2 separate regions of the Lactuca sativa genome follow, and region 1 is linked to region 2. Evidence: chromatin contacts called from public Hi-C data. All regions are on one chromosome and are shown on one strand. Each heading gives the region's core, a stretch centred on a gene start, on an enhancer-like site or on the middle of the called end of the contact. The rest is flanking DNA. Distances are from core to core; before and after follow the strand shown. Region 1 holds the start of LOC111912852. Region 2 holds the start of LOC111912854.

Region 1 (5,586 bases), core at 1,939-4,438, 130 kb after region 2:
CCTATTGTTTGTTTTTGTTGCACGCTTGGTCCCTGTTTTACCTAAAAATATTATTATTTAAATAGGGAAAAATGGCGGGGTATGTAAGGTAAGGTGAAGGTGGGTGGGTTTGGGGTGTGTTTATTTAAATAAATTAAAAAAACAAGAGGAAAATAGTCTTTTTAGGGAAGACAAGGACCAAACGCGTAACAAAAACAAACAGTAGGGACCTTCCGAGTTAAAAAAATAAGTTAGAGACGAAACGCGCAAATTACCCTAAACCATAGGGACCATTCGTGTAATTTACTCTAATATAATTAATAATTCATATAATATAATTAATAGTCCATATATTATCCAATATTATGTATCTACGATTAAGGGATATTCCATAATTATCGTTGATTTAAGGATACAATTTCTATCTAATTTACGATTCTTAGTCCATCCACAACTGCATCAGTAACATCGATTATCGTTGAAGATAACAATATGTACGTTTTTTAAGCCAAATAAACGATGTCAGACTGGTTTGATTATAGTAGCGACGATACCGACGATGATGATCAATATGGCGATCAATCAATCGAAAATAATCAAAATTATGAAGACGGTTACTACCAATCGGATGATCAATCTAGCGGAATAAATCAATACTCCGATAATGCGAGTGAAGGTAACATTATCAATATCATTTACATACAAATTGTGTATTACAATCAATAATGAATTTGCATATATATATATATATATATATATATATATATATATATATATATATATATATATATATATATGATGAATTCTTTACGTTTATATAACGTTGTTTTTTCTGTTATTTTATTATAATGTGTGTACTTGATTGAGTAAATATGTGTTTATGATTAATCATATACGATTGATGTAGTAACTACTGAATAAAATTAGATAATCGAAACTTTTCTGTTTAAAAAATAAATTTTGGGATTAAACCATAAACTTACCCAAAATATTGATACTTTTTTTTTTTGGATATTTCATATATATATATATATATATATATATATATATATATATATATATATATATATATATATATATATATATATATATATATATATATATATATATATATGGTTAGGATCGTTTTAGAACTCATATATTCATGAGAACCCAACAACCTTTTTATTTAAGATTTTTTTTGAAAAAAGTTTATGCATTTCCAAATTCATTTGGAATTTCAGTCATAAGTAGATTTGAATTATACATTACTTGTTGTAGGTTGAAGTATAAACTATGTATGGATGGATTGTACCTGGTTAAAGATTAAAGATTGAGTTGAACATTAAGGTTCTCATAATATGTGTTGTGCCTACAGTTTTTGGTTTAGATCAAATAGATTAGATTGCATATAATCAGGTGTATAAGTAGAAATACTATGTGTATAAGGATACTCAGTTGGCAGCTCTTGAGTTGGTTGATCTTGAGTTAGTGGGTCATGGTTTAAATTGAGATGAGTTTTTCTGAAAAGTTTATTCTTTGAGGAGGGACATCCATGAGTAATTTTGTGAGCAGCAGGTTCACAAATCGAAGTTGCTGACAATGCGATTTAGTTTAGTAACCTCCTTGCTAAATTTAACTTAACATGTCTTGATTGTTTTTCGTAACAATGAAAATAGTAAATTACTAAAATTGTTTCTATGGTTTGGTTAAAATTACACGTTTGATCCCTAACTTTTATTTTGCACCTGGATCGTTCATTTGGTTTGATTTTGTTACGCATTTCGTCCCTATGGTTTGGTTAAAATTGCACATTTGATCGCTAACTTTATATATGTAAGGGACGAAAAACACAATAAAAATCAAATCATATGAAAGAACCGAGTGCAAAAAAAGTTAAAGACCAAACGTGCAATTTTGACAAAACTGTAAAGATGATTCAATAAAATACTCTAATAAAAATGTCATAAATTGATCATTCATTAAAATTATAAATTTAAAATGTTAAAATATATCATTAATAATTAGTAGAAAAATAAATTTTATTGGAAATGAATTTACATTTAAAGTCACACTAAAAGTAAAATATTGAACGTTTTTAATCAACATTATTTAAAGATTTTTATTACTCGGATAATTTCTAAAATTTATAATTATTTTCGATCTTTATATTTTAATATGTTAATAAAATGTACATAGTACTAATTAAGAAATATAAAATATAAATGCCCGTCAATGGTATACATTCTAAGATTATAACATATATTTTTATTTATATATTTCAAATAAATAATCAAGTTATTTGAATTTGAAAGTTATTAGATTTTGAAATGAAAAAAAAGTGTAAGGTTTTATTTTAAAACTTATATACAAGTTAAAGGAGCTAAAATAAAAAAGAGGGTAAGAAGAATTGAAATCATTTAAGCAAGGCATTCGATAGGATTGTTCGGATATCAATTCAGTTTTTAATAATTGTTTATATAAGAATCATGGGTAACCAGCTCAGCTAATTATATGACGCAATGGCTAATGGTGGTTTTGACAATAAAAATTTGAGTTTTGTAGAATGACCAAAATGAATGGGGTGTTTGAACATTTTGACAATAAAAATTTGAGTTTTGTAGAATGACCAAGGGATTCTAAGAGCCCTCTGAGAAAACCTTTTACCTTATGAGAAATGTGAATAATAACGAAAAATTGATGTAGCAGGGAAAAAACAAAAAAAAAGTTTGTTGCATAGTTCCTCATCATCAGCACACATCTGAGAAACTATTCTCTAACTAATGAAATCCCGATTTTTGTCATGGTTTATTTTCTGAAATTTAAAATTACATAATAATTATTTAATCGATATTACTAGAATTAAAGTGCTACATTCATCTTATAGGAATTTAATATTCGATTTGATTAATAACTAATTACTTCAAAATGTATTTAACAATATTATTCAAAATATATACTTTTAGAAAAAATCTTGAATATTTCAATTTTTGTCATGGTTAGTCGAAGAACGGTTTCTCAGAAATGTGCTGATGAAGAACACATCTTCGTAGCCTCAACCAACTTTCCTCAAAACCCTTCGACTAAGGGCTATTTGATAGCCTCTTAATTGAAATATTAAAAGGTAACATTTTTCAGATTCTGGTTGGGTTACTTATAAATAAATAAAAGCCTCTTCATTTTTTAAAAGCCACTTAAACATTCGGAGTTATACTGAGTATCTGAATAAAAATAAGAGACGTGCAGTAGCACCGCCACCCTCATCGTCACCTTTCTAAGCTACGACCTCCGACGCTAAGCTCTGACAGCGTCGATCTCCACCCTTGCTCCTTCGTCGGTGCGCATCCGCAGGCATCGATAGGGTTGAAATCCAATCATTTTGGAATGGTTCAAGGTAACATTTGTTTTTCTTTCTTGCCCTAAAAATCGGTTATTCTGAAATTGTTATCAAATTAGAACCCTAAAAATTGATTATCAGACGCTAGTGTCGATTGTGTACCCTAAAAATCTGTTTTTATGCTAATTCTTTGATTGTGAGCAACTGTAATTTGTTAAGAGAAGACGTGAATGATCTTTGTTATTTATTGAAATCTGTTATAGACATATGCTTCAGAAGTCAGCAATGAGGAATACCAAGCTTTGGCATTATCAATTCTAAGATTTTACAATGTTTTCTTTGGTGTTGCTGAGATATATCCACAATTCTTTTTCAAAAACTCTTCATTTGTTTTGTTTGGATAACCTGGGACTACTTCAGTTTGAGTTTCAATTGGTATAGATTTGCCCTTATGTTTTTGTTAGTTGTTGGAATGAAGAAATAGCAAAAACTTATCAGCTAACTGGATTGTATGACTGTGAGTAATATTTGAAAAGGAATTCTTTTATGAGTTATGCATATGAATTATATGAAAATTGGCAAATGTTTCCAAACAGCCCCTTAACTATGCAAACGTTCCTCAGAAAGGCTTTCGCACCCACTTCCTTTTGTCATTTGATGAAATTGCCCTATTTTAACCTGTAATCAATATACTGACGTTGCTTCTTCTCCATTGATCATCGCCGCTCAGGGTCCATCGACTTGGCTTGTTCTTCTCCATTAGCGCTGTTTCTCGTCATCTGTTCTTCATCATCGACTCCATCTTCTTCATCCAGTTGCTTCAACAATCGATTCCTGATTTCGAACTGCAACAATCTATTTTAGGGGTAAAAAATCAAGATTAGAAGGGAGACGCACAGCAAAGAGGAGAAGGCCTGCTCATCGTCTTGTTTTCTATTCCATTACGCCTCCCAAAGCTTCTGCGCTGATCCATCCGGAATTCGACATCTAGAATCTCATCAAACTCACTAGTAAGTAGCTTCAAATTATTGTTTTTAGTACCAATTGCTAAAGTAATTTAGTACCTGTTGCTGAACCAATTTGATTTTCCTTTTGTGGTATTCTCTTAAAGAATGATTGCAGGAAGGCACACAAACTGTTTGATAAAATGCCTGAGAGAAGTGTCTAGATTTTTGGTTTCTCGGTACTCATTGCTGCTGCTCTATTCTTTATAGTTTAAAGTTCTCTACTGTTGTAGAAGGCTTTGTGTTGTTTCCTATAGCCAGTTCATGCTTTCACTGATGCTAAAATATGATTCTACTCAAATCTTTCATTGAACACTCTTTTAGGAACTGTTAGCTTATAGTGGTGAAAATATTGAAGGAACTATTGGCAATTGTTATCATTTTGGGATTGCATTTGGTTCTGTGGCTTTGCAAGAAGTTTATGATCATGAACATTTGTTGTTAAAGATGAATGTGCATGAATATAAAAAATTATCTAAATAATTATTGAATTTAATAAATTGTGATGTTGTAAATGTAAGTATTTTTCAAAAAGATTATTATTAATGATTCAATTGAAGATAAAGTAATATATGTAAAATAAGAAATAATCCACAATATATAAGCATATCCTTTTTGGTCATTTTACATATATAAGGAGTTTATGCCCCACAGAACTATTCCAGCAATTATGAGTTTTCTATTTGATCAACTATGTTGCATTCATTTTTGTAGGCACATCAACCGAGTGATTGTTTGTGCTTCTTTTATTGGATTTCAAAATGGATTCTGCAATTTCATTGGAGGAATCTATACCAGAAAGCATCCTTCAACCTTTCTTTTCTGCTACAAATTCATCAACACTAAACAAAGCTTTGGAGAATCTAATAGAATTGGCTAGAACAAAAGAGGGTCGATCTGATCTTGCTTCCAAGAATATGCTCAACCCAACCCTTCAACTCTGTAAATTACTATCATACCCTTCTTCAGGCAACACACTTTTATTGGCTCTTAAACTCATCAGAAACCTATGTGCTGGAGAATTACGAAATCAGAATTCATTTATCGAACAAAATGGAGTTGATATTGTTTCGAATATAATCAGTTGTAAGGAAATTGTTAACGATTCAAATCATGGGCTTATTCGAATGGGATTACAAGTTGTAGCAAATGTTTCATTGGCTGGAGAGGAACATCAACTTGTTATATGGAATCATATTTATACTTTGAAGTTTCTTGAGATTGCAAAGATTAGAAGAAAAGAAACCTGTGACCCTTTGTGTATGATCATCTATGCCTGTGTTGAAG
Region 2 (5,122 bases), core at 903-3,402:
GTGCTTTAAATATCTACCAATTATGGCATCAACTCACAGAGTTTTGGTATAACTTGGTTAATTTTTTAAAGGAAATGAAAGCAAGATGCTATAATAAACAAACCAGTAAAAGTATGCTGCTGTTTCGTGCATTAAACCGAAAAAAAAAAAAATACTTAAATGATAGAGAAACAACTTACATGAAGGAGCATAGGCAAGAGGTGTATGAAACCAAAGACGTGCTTCACTCATCTATGCGATCAACATCCATAGATTGATGGGGAAAGTACCACATTTTAGCAGTAAAGAAAGTGATATTTCCATCATCATCAGTGTTGGGAAATGAAGCAAATCTCCCGAGTGACTCCCATTTAACAGCAACATCAGCACCGTGGTTCAAGTCGCTATAAAAAAATGCATATTCTTCAAATGTCTTTTCACAAGGTTTTACCCATTTCATTTCCCCAAAATCTAGCTCGTGCAATTCATTCAGAAATTTTGAAATTGGAGGCCTCACACAAAGCCTCTCACCTGAACTTACAAACCTAGTCGCATAAAAGAAGTATTTGAGCTTCTTGATTTCGAGCATTGTCAATTTGGGGTGTGGAATGAGTCTCAGTTCAAATAAACGATGCATCTGATCGCTTAGAGCATATATTTTCCCCTTAAAAGCATATATATCATGGATGCAGAAAGGGTAGGAGGAGACATGATTCCATGCTCCTTTACCCTCTATTGAAAACCATATCTCCCTGCAGGAATGAAGCAACAAAACAAACGCCCACCCATATATTGAGGGTGAAAAGACGAGGATAACCCTGCCAATGCCAGGATTGTAATCAGATGGGAAATTAGGAAAATGAAGTTCCTTCCTTGTGATAGGGTTCACAAGCCAGAAGCTGTGGGTTTTCTTAACAAAAAAGATCAAGTAACCACATGTTAATCCTACACAGGCTGCAACAGCAGAATTGGGAAGAATGGTTTTAAACCTTCTTCTTTCAAAGTCCTCCAGGAAGCAGGTTTTGTCATGAGCATGGCAACAGATACTTATGGTCATGGGTGGCATGGAGGCCATAAACTTGTTTTCATTAGAGCACGCGAGTAATCTCCAAGACTTGCAAACTCCACGGAATGAATAGTAATCCACAACTCCCAACCGCATCATCACTGAATCAAGCAAATCATGGTCAAGATCTGACCAATGTTCACAAGTCTTGGGCATCTCCCTGCTAGATGATGCAGCAGCATCATCATTCTGGTTTCTAGCCATACTCCTTGTCCTAGCCATTCCTACACTTGCAAATAAACAACAGATATATATAATTCATCAAACAACTACATGAATCCTGTGTGATGTTAATCATTTTAATCCGCATACTACACCTCTCAGGGTTTTATTCCATCCATTATTCCCTATAACTGATGGTTTTTGTAACAGAGTCGCAAATAGTTAACCAAATTGTGTATGTTTCACTAAAGTTTTTATGTACTTCATGGTGACATAGATTATTTAGACTTTAGAGCAACAGCAATGGTAAACCATTGACAGCATTATCAAAGGTTTAAGCCATTCAAAGCATGATCAAGGGCTGAAAGCATTTCATAGTTTCACCAAATTGTTTGTGTAATAAACCTGAGATTCACCACTTGTAAACTCTATTTCACGGTAAACTTTACGTCAAAATATATTTGCAAGAACAGATTGGATCTCGATTTCACCAAAATATTACCGGTAGACAACAAATTTCGCTTTAACAGCATGGAACGTATTTGAAAAGATCACTAAATGCATCAAAGCAGACACCAAATTTCACCAAAATATTCACACAAATAAACTAATCAACAAAAAAATTAAATTAAACAGAGACTCGTCAACGAAAACAGAAGAACCAGAGACGGAGAAGAGTATCTGACACAGAGAAGAAAACGCCGAGAAGAACTGATCGACGGAGAACCAGCGACGCCTGCGACGAAGACGAAAACGACGTCGAGAAGAATTGGGCGTCCGAACGGGAGAGGGTTTATCGATCGGGCTCGTGGGTGGTTGTGTGTGAGGAAAAGAGAGAGGAGGGTCACGAGGAAAAATGGGGGGTTTGTAAGGATCGTTTTCTCACTCGTGTGGTTCCCATTTTTAGCAAAAGAAAAAAAGAAAAGAAAGTAAGAAGGAAAAATAAAAGTAAAAAACAAAAAATAAAAAAATCTCTCCAAAATTAAATATTTTGTTTTTTTCATTTTAAATTCTTTCTAATCTAAAAAAAATTAAGAGGAAAAGTGATCATTCTATTTTCTTCCACTTACTTCTTTTAATGAAACTCGAAAACATTTTTTTTATTTTCTTCTCGTTTACATCAAATTTTTTTTTTCTCTCATTAAGTTAAACTCAGGGTGTTTAGCGTATTAAAATTCCAAGAAGTTATTTGTTGTATGAATATTGAAAACTGATATAACTAAGTTTCAAATTATATATAAAAAAATTACTATCGAAGTTAACGATTTCGGGATCACAAGACAGTGGCATATGTGGTATGAACTCTGATTACTTATGTGTTTTGACTCGTCTTCGCAATACAATTCCCGGATTCGACTGTAGCGGTTTCACTAATAAGAACACCGCCCCCCCTAAATCCCAAAAAGCATTGGCGTGTGTACACTTTTTAGCAAAATTGTCAAAGATATGGAAGTTGACTTCGACGTGACTGTTAGACATAAAGCATATTTTGATTATCTTCGGGCACCTCATGCTCAGGATTTTCTGCTAAATATCCCTATTGATGGTCTCGACCAACATATGTCTCATGTGAAGTACCGAACTATCATTCGTTACCGCCTCATGATTCATCTATTCTCAATTGACGAGATATGTCTAGTTTGCCGCAAGTCATGTTTGTACACTTTTGGGGAACATGCGGTTCATTGTAGAGAGCTCCCGGGTTTCAAGTACCGACATGATGTGGTTAGGGATGTTCTTTTTGATGCTTGTCGACGTGCTGGTATTTCCGTGAAGAAAGAAGCGTCGATGAACTTTTTAACGGACCCGTAGGATGGAAGATTCACACTTAGGCCGACTGACATTTTGGTCTTTGGATGGATAGGAGGGAAACATGCTTGTGTGGATCTTACTGGGGTCTCTCCTCTCGTCGGTTTGAGGGGCGGGGGTTTCACAGCAGAGTATGCCGCTTTAAAAATTGTTGTGAGCAAAGTGGCAAAGCACGAGAATGAATGTATAGAAACTCAACATGTGTTTGTACCTTTTGCATTTGATACATTTGGTTTTCTCACGCCAAAGGTGGTCGAGCTTCTCAACAGAGTCTAACGAGTCATGCATTCTAATGTTATATCTCATAGATCCACAAATGTTGTTTTCAAAAGAATTAGTTTTGTCATCCAGAAAGGGCTAGCGGCACAGTTTGTTGCTCATTTGCCTTCCATCGATATGTATTGAACTATATTTGATTTCAATCAATATAAAAAAGGGAAATATCCAAAAAAGTTCCAAAGTTTTGATCCAATTTACGGTTGAATCCTAAATTAAATTTTTAACGAAAAAAGAAAGAATATCGACTAATGTAATCGGTATTCTTATTTGTATTATATTTTAATTGATGAAACTTATAACAATGAAAAGACATTTAAAATACAATACATTCATATATTTTGCATCAAGTATTATCTATAAAAAAAAAAATATTTAAGGTCAAAGTTGAAGAATAAAGACTTAAAAAGTCAAATATGGACAATTAATTTGGGACGGATGTAGTATTATTTAAATTGGAAATTTGGAGATCTTTATATTTTTACAAATTGATTTTGAAGGGAACTCAAAACTACATGGTACTGAATCTGGTCAAAGGCTTCGTGAGAAAAATAATGAGGTTGATAATCAGGTATCCTGCACAAAAAAAATTGTTTGTGGTACCTAGGGTTTGTAGATGTACATGGACCGATGAATCGGGTAAAAAACCATTTCTTGTCTGAAAATGTCTACACTTGTCTAATTATTGGATCGTAGACTTACGGGCTAGACACGTATTCATCCCACAAGTGATATGACATCATAATTTTTTTTTATACTTTGAAAAATCTACTAAGTATAGCAATGTCATCCAAATACTAAGGTGTTGTTTGTTTTTCTTAAAAAACCTCTTAAAAACTCTTATTGTTGCGCGGCGTAGCACGCGCATAACACTTTTTTGTCCCGCAACAGTTTGTTTTTCGGAAGTCTTCGGAGCTTAAAACCTCTGCTCGTGTGCTTCTTGGGGAAACACTTGTTGTACCTCTTTCCACCCCCTTCAAACCTAAACCTAAAAAAATCCAACCCAAAAAAACAATCGACCGTTTTTTTTTTTTTTTTTTCCAAAAATCGAACGACGGGTGTTGTTAAACACACCTATTAAGTATATTTAATATTACGTTTATGGTCATTTACTTATATACTATATTTTATTTTCACCCCTTTAACATGTAATACATTAAATTTATATCCCTTTAACTGTTATCTCTCATTTGATTTACATAAGTTAATTCATTTTAATGTTGTTTTTTAAATAAGTGTCTATAATTTCATTTTTCATTTTCATTTTAAATAAATGTCTATTATTTTGTTTTAATTATGAAATAAAAAATAAAATGGAAAAACAGATTGTAACAAAAACATACTATTATAACATATTATATTTTATTACTTTTATTTTTGCAAAATGTTATTGTAAGACTAATTTGGTTGTATGAAATTTATTTCAATGTTTTAAGACTACAATTATTAAATTTTTTGTGTTTAAAAACCATTTTCAGTTTATTAAATTAGTTTATTTTAAATTTTTAATGTCTGCAGCAGTCTGCAGATGTTAACAAAAACAAATACGCTTCTTATTACAGTCTGCAGCCGTTTGGTCCACATCTTCTGTTGCAGAGAGACTTTTGAATTTTTGCTTCGAAAAAACAAACAACACCTAAATGATTTTCATATCAAAGGGCTTCTAGCCCAACGATATCAGGTGATGTCCTCCCTCTTTGAGGTCGAGAGTTCAAGTCCCGTCGTGGACATATGTGGAATTATATGTTAGTTAGGAGTTGATAATATATTTATATTTGTCGGTTCAGAAAAAACTAAATGATTTTCATCAACTGTGTGGATATTTTAAAG

What was found. A called contact is a pair of places that touch in the nucleus more often than the background predicts.
Region 1: a contact with region 2 is called in a Hi-C map of leaf, with 3 times the contacts expected there. The contact joins the promoter of LOC111912852 here to the promoter of LOC111912854 in region 2. A contact is called at or near these places in 2 of 4 Hi-C or Micro-C datasets (both in leaf).

What each region holds. Positions count from the first base shown.
Region 1 is chr7:7,678,164-7,683,749 of Lsat_Salinas_v11, forward strand. LOC111912852 reads left to right here and starts at 3,189. Exons shown (of 4, transcript XM_023908576.3): 1 at 3,189-3,352; 2 at 4,026-4,305; 3 at 5,014-5,586. The coding sequence starts at 5,061.
Region 2 is chr7:7,546,214-7,551,335 of Lsat_Salinas_v11, forward strand. It overlaps LOC111912854, which reads right to left and starts at 2,153. Exons shown (of 3, transcript XM_023908581.3): 1 at 1,894-2,153; 2 at 180-1,269. The coding sequence starts at 1,267. The coding sequence ends at 224.